2 separate regions of the Zea mays genome follow, and region 2 is linked to region 1. A link is a contact called in public Hi-C data. All regions are on one chromosome and are shown on one strand. The core of a region is the stretch at or near the end of the contact, and the rest is flanking DNA. Distances in the headings are between cores, read along the strand shown. Region 1 has its middle 97 kb from the start of LOC100382215. Region 2 holds the start of LOC100280261.

Region 1 (3,458 bases), core at 478-2,977:
AACACCTTCGGCAAAATACTACAAAGGTATACGCGACATGAAGATATAACCCGAAGATGATGCGAACAGAAGCCGAAGCTATGACTGAAGGAGCTTCGACTTAGTATTATGATGAAGGCGAAGGACGATACCGACTTAAGGAGGAATAGACTATCTAGTCCTTAATAGTTCGCATTATGATTACAATTAGTAATCAGGGACATGAATGTAATTTTGTCCGGGTTATATCCATGCCTATAAATAGATGAATAGTACTCCCGTACTGTTCACGCTGGATTGTAATCGCTCATACGTCACTCTCTCATCCTCACCCTCTGGCAAGTCGAAGGTATAAATGTAATACAAATATTATTGATGTTTATCAATGTTTATAAAATGAGAATATAAATAGCTTACTGATTTATAATCATTATTTATACTGTTTTGTATTTCATGTACTTTTATTTATATTTATTCACTGAGATGATGAAGGTACGACCTTCATGACCTTCGTTTGAAAACCATTATATCCAAAACGAGATAATGTTTCAGAGGACGAATGTCTCTAATTATTGACAATTGTGTTGTCTTGTTCTTCATGTATAACATTTGAGAACAAGGACCAACAGACACACTCTTCTGTTGATTAGCTAAACAAAGTACAAAGTAGATTGATGACACAACTTTCAAAATCTTTTCCATGTTAGTCCACCATTTATTTGTTGTCAAACAATCATATGTGAAGTCATGATCTTCTTCACCAGCCCACTTACAGTTCTCCCAATCAGCTGATCAGGTGATGCCATCCACAACTTAAATTTATCTTTTCTGTCCAAAAAACTCTGCAGGAAAATAAAAACAGTACCGAACCTAGTTGTGTTCCACCAAACTAGCTCTCCACCAATTTTCTCTCGCATCATAGCATGTAACCTACAATAAAAATAACAATAAATTATGAAAAGCAGCAATGGATATGAATTATGACAAAACAACAATGAAATATGACAAAACAGAATTGAACTATCACCTATTATGATTATAGAAGAATCTACAAATTCTCGTTGCACTATTCACTACTTCTGCAACATTAGGAAATCGTCCTATATCCTTGAACATTAAATTTATGGTATGTGATATATGGATATTTTGTTGTGAAGTCTTGACAGATCATTTCATAGTTTGAGCCATTATCAGTGATGATCTGAACAACATGCTTATCCCAATATCAGCAACCACATTAGAAATAATTCCATAGATATAATCAAAATTTTAAATTAGACCAGTTGCATTTACTGACTCGTGGAAGAACATGCGCCCATTGTAAAAGATCATAAAATTAATAATGGATATCATGGTAGGACCTGTACAATCATGACATAGAAAACAAAAGTAAGGTCATTATGAAAGCAATTATCATGTCAATCAAGCACCACATCAGCACCACTAGAAGATGTGTTGGCATCAGCCATGGTCTTTCCTTTCTCTACATGAGTAACAACACAACGCTCAATAGGATGGTCAACCACGTGCACTTCATCTTCGCTGTCCAGGGACAGTGCCTACTCCTTCACCTAGCTCGTCGTTGTCCGACGCTTGCTGCTAGCCTCCCTTGCGCAGCAGACAGTAGAATAGATCACCAAGTGAAATGCAGCAAGCTATACAAGAAATACAGTAGTGTTGTATGCCTGTACCTGTCTTGTGGAGGGCGCACGTGAAGAACTAGTGCAGGCGTGCAGCAGGCCAACAGCACATCCGTACAAGGAGGAGCTGCACGGAAGTACAAATGCAGCAGCACAGCCGCACAGGGAGAAGCTCTGAAGCTGGACGGCGCCGCGGCGGCTGGCTGGTGAAGGAGCAGGTGACGGCTGTAGATGATTTAGGGTTCCATTTTTATATATGAGTAGTGTTTTGGGCCTTTTATTCACAACCTAAATACATACGAACATGATTAGACCGGCTGAATTCAAAGAGATGAAAATTTTGAGCGGGAAGGAAAAAAACCGGACTCTACCGGTAACCGCGATTTTCGATTTTCTTTTGATAATCGCGATTTTCGGTTTTCTCGGAAATTTCTCGCCGATAAATTTTTTCCCTCAGATCCTTCAACTGAGTCTGAGCTTGAACCATTTGTCGGGCTCGTTGCCTCTAACATTCAGGAACTTTTCCAGACTCTTCTCACTCGACCTGTCAAACTGTAGCCGGCCTGACTGGACAAGCACACGACCTTCTTACCACCACCACGCTGTTTCGTTCCCCGAAATTGAGATCCTCGCCCTTTCCTCCAACGACATCACCGGCACCATGCCGACATTACTCTGTAGTGGCGTAGTGCTAGCTTCCTCAAGATCCTAGACCTGTCAAACAACGCCCTACTATACACGGAGATCTCCCAGACTCTAGACTGCTCATGGATCTGTCCAGCAACTCTTTCAACAGCGTAGGCGTAGCTCCGTCGTCCAGCTCATCTAGCCCCACGCTCTGGTCTCTACACCTAGCCAACAACCATTTCGAAGGCAACCTTCCCTTGATCACCAGAAACTGTTATGAGCTCATAACGCTAGATCTTGGCGGCAACGGTTTCACCGGCGAAATACCTGGTTGGATTGCCTACAGCATGCCGCAGCTCACATTCCTTCGCCTGTCGTCGAACATGCTCAGTGGAAGTATACCCCATTACCCCAGCAGATTTTCCAGTTCACCCAGCTTCAGCTACTAGATCTATCACACAACAGGCTCACCGGTCCCATACCTGTCGACTTCGCGAATTTTACCGGCATGGCACAGCAGCAGGAACATGGGGAGGAGATCGTTTATTTCTTCGCGTGCTCCGAGCAGCTCCAGGCTCCAGCTAGTCTGGATTCTGGAAGAACGAGAACTATGCGTACAGCAAGATGATAGCATCCATCATGGCTATTGACTTGTCGTGCAATTTGCTCTCGCAAACGATTCCTGAAGGGCTCACGAGTCACGAACCTCCGTGGACTCAGGTACCTGAACTTGTCAAGAAACCACCTCCTCCCAGGTGATATCCCCGGAGACAATGGAAACTTGGCGCTGCTGGAATCCCTGGACCTATCGTTGAATCAACTGGAAGGGGAGACTCCTCCGGGCTTTGCAGACCTGAAAGCTCTTAGCCCTCTGAACCTTCCGAACAATCGGCTGTCGGGAAGGATACCGGCAGATGATCAGCTGCGGACGCTGGTTGACCCATCAATCTACGGCAACAACTTGGGGCCATGCGGTTTCCCTTTGCAAGAATGTGCAGATGCAGCGAGGCACAATGACGAGAAAAGCCAAGACGACGACGACAACAGAGAGGTGCTGTGTGGTTATGTTGCTTTGTGGTTGCTGGATGTATCTTCGGATTCTGGCTGTCCTGGTGTGTCCTATTTTGCAACAGACCATGGAGGTATGCGCTCTATCACTGTGTCGACAACGTGGTACACAAGGTTGCAAGGGAGGTTCCATGTTTTTTTTTC
Region 2 (3,353 bases), core at 278-2,777, 190 kb before region 1:
AAAGGAGATGTTTGAATGTATTAAAGCTAATAGTTAGCTGCTAAAATTAGCTAAAGACATTCAAACTGGCTAAATAATAATTCAGCTATTAGCTAATTTGTATATTGCATTCAAACACTCCTTAAAGTTTAATGAGGGTGACTAAAAAGAACCCGACAAACCTCTTAGACGGTGGACTAAGGACTTGAAGTGTTCACCCTTTTTCAGGATGGAGGTAGTTCGAAGTCTGTAATTCAAAATATAATGGTTTAAACCTATTTGTTTCACTCAGAATGCAAATGAGATAAATTGACTCCGTCGTGGTACGTGTACGATAGCTAAGCTTGAGGTCGAGGACACCTTGCATATGACTGATTAGTGGCAGCTAGCAGGTCGTCGATTTGGCCGGCGTATTAATTACTATTGAAATGAAGCTTTCTGCTTACAGGTGATTGGCTCGGTGACGATGGAGGCGTGGTGGTGGGAGTGGTAGCGGGAGTAGAGGAAGTGGTGGTGCAGCGCGCGGTGCAGCCAGTAGTAGACGAGCTCGACGGGGCCGGCGTGCAGCAGCGCGATGAGCGCGGCGCCGTCCGCGCGCCACAGCGGCAGGTGCTGGCCCCCCGGCAGGTAGGTGGAGCCCAGGTACAGGAGGATGCCGCTGAGCAGGATCTGGTCGTCCCAGTTGCGCTCGCGGTCCACCTGCTCGAACTCGATGCCGCGGTCCACGACCTGCCGCCGGCCGCGCGCGCTCTGCAGGCGGGACGCCGTGATCCACGCCTGGTTGTGCAGCGCCCGGAGGAGCAGCGACGGGAGGATGGCCACGTACCCCAGGTCGGCCGCCCTCCACCCCTTGGTCGCCGCTAGGTAGCCGCCGTGCGCCACCCACGGCGCCAGCAGCAGGTACTGCGTGCATGCACACACACACACACACACACGAGCGTACGTCATCAGCCACCATGACAACGATTGGCACACAGCACACACTGCTCGACCGAGACCTCGACCTTGATCTGTAGGCTAGCGAATTGACTCCATGAATTCTCAGGAAGTAAAAACAAAAGACAAAAGAACTGTAGGAGAGTCGATCAGCCATGCACACGCGACCTATCAAATTAATGAACTTTTGGTGGCTTCCTTCCATGCTCATGGGTCGGCCGGAACATGAGATGCACAGGAGCATAAGACTCATGCACAGATGGTCTCACGGCTGCCGGTGCATGCATGTATGTATAGCAAGTCCATGCGTGCATGCATGTTCCGACACTGCGCGCTCATGGCCATATACCGTGCGCCCAAGATTGCCATGGCATGGCACGCCGCCGGTGAGCAGAAGACGACTTGCTAATTTTCCTTCACCTTCTCCCCCGCTCTGTGCCATGGACGTACGCACGCAGGTTATTGAGACGGGGCCCCGGGGCCGGGAGGCGGGAGCTACCTTGAAGTTGCCGAGCTTCTTCCACGGCCACTCGGTGAAGAGGCCGGGGTTCGTCGCCATTGTTGCGAGCTACACCCGCAACTGCTTGCTTGTGATTTTTTTGTGAACTCTGGTGAACTACCAACTGATCTCGTCCTAGCCTTGGACTGGCTGAATTTATAGAGCTGCTCGCGCGCGTGTATATAGCCGGGGGAGAGAACTGTGCGGCTCTGCCCCGCTGGAAAGGTACAGTAACCTTCGGCCCATCAATTCTCTATTGCATGCGGCCCTCCTCGATGCTTCAGTCTAAGAGTATCTCCAAAAAAATCTTTATTTTTAGCCTTCTATTTTACTTTTATTTTTTTTTATAAATATTGCAATTTATATGTAGCATCTCATGAAGGGCTTATTTAGCAGTAATCCCCTCTATTTCTTTGCTGTCAAACATGGGAAACACACTCAATACGTATCCGAGAATAGAATCTTAGAGGAGATTTAAGTTTTTAAACTAGTCGTACTAAAAATCAAAATCGGGGAAAAAAACCAAAGAGAATTCAGTCTCGTATCGTATCAGTACAATCATTCGACTTCTTCCTTAGGTTGGCCGTTGGCATCGGTTGTACGTGGTGTGGTGTGGCGTGGGCGCGCAACGTGTCCTACTACTGTACGTACGTGACGCGTCGGCAAGACAATGACGCCAACAAAGACTTGCGTTGCACACTGCAATGTCATTGGCGTCCGGCCTTTGAGAGTTTGGTGTGTGTGTTGTAGTTGTGTTGTAGGACCATGTAAAGAGAGAGAGGGGGCTATGAAATGAGCATCCATGTGAATGCATGTATATCACGTAAATATGGTCATACAAAGAGCGACGAGGCGTTAAAAACGGATTCGAGGTGAGGCAAAAAAAAGAAGTATTTGCAGTTACTCACTGACACTAGTACACATAAGCTTTATAGTGACGGTCCTAGAGCTATTTACACTGGCTTATTTTTACTGACGTTTTTCTTAAAGAAACCGACAGTGAAAATATCATATCCACTGTCGGCTTTCTTTATTTGGCCGCCAGCGAAAGTTTTCCTTTTTTTTTAAATTTTCAAATAAAACTAAATTATAATATATATATATATATATATATATATATATATATATATATATATATATATATATATATATATATATATATATATATATATATATATATATATATATATATATATATGGTAGGTATATTAGGAGCCCTTAGCTTCAAATAGTTAGAGCAAGCCCTAGACGACCACCCCTGCGACCTGGTCCAGACCGGCGCTGAGAGCACCTAGAGGGGGGGTGAATAGGTGATCCTGTAAAAACTTGATATTTAACTCACAAAACTAGATTAGGAGTTAGCACAAATAATGCCAAGTGACTAGAGAGGAGTCTTAGCAAAGCACAATAATCACAAGAAGATCAACACAGATAGATACAGTGGTTTATCCCGTGGTTCGGCCAAGTCCAACACTTGCCTACTCCACGTTGTGGCGTCCCAACGGACGAGGGTTGCAATCAACCCCTCTTAAGTGGTCCAAAGACCTACTTGAATACCACGGTGTTTTGCTTTGCTTTACTTTATCCCGCTTGCGAGGAATCTCCACAACTTGGAGTCTCTCGCCCTTACAAAGATGTTCACAAAGAAGCACGGAGTAAGGGAGGGATGAGCAACTCACACAAGACACAAAGATCACAGCAAATACACACACACAAGACCCAGACTTGAGCTCAAGAGACTATCACGAGTTTCACACTAGAACGGAGCTCAAATCACTAAGAATGTCGAATAAGTGCGCAAGAATGAAGAGTGAATGATCAACAATGCTCAAGAAATGCTTGGTATTCTCCTCCATGCGCCTAGGGGTCCCTTTTATAGCCCCAAGGCAGCTAGGAGCCGTTGAGAGCAATCCAGGAAGGCAATTCTTGCCTTCTGTCA

The links. A called contact is a pair of places that touch in the nucleus more often than the background predicts.
Region 2: a Hi-C map of ear shows a contact between it and region 1, with 3 times the contacts expected there. The contact joins the promoter of LOC100280261 here to the enhancer-like site in region 1. A contact is called at or near these places in 3 of 25 Hi-C or Micro-C datasets (ear, leaf and tassel).

Annotation. Positions count from the first base shown.
Region 1 is chr5:30,993,245-30,996,702 of Zm-B73-REFERENCE-NAM-5.0, reverse strand. No RefSeq gene overlaps it. Among protein-coding and RNA genes, the nearest start is that of LOC100382215, 97 kb to the right of the region's middle. Within about 2 kb of position 1,727, at least 4 of the 20 cell types and tissues checked have an H3K27ac peak or open chromatin away from gene starts, as enhancers often do. A contact at or near this core is called in ear, where this site is marked.
Region 2 is chr5:31,182,671-31,186,023 of Zm-B73-REFERENCE-NAM-5.0, reverse strand. LOC100280261 reads right to left here and starts at 1,527. Exons shown (of 9, transcript NM_001153189.1): 1 at 1,415-1,527; 2 at 426-882. The coding sequence starts at 1,474.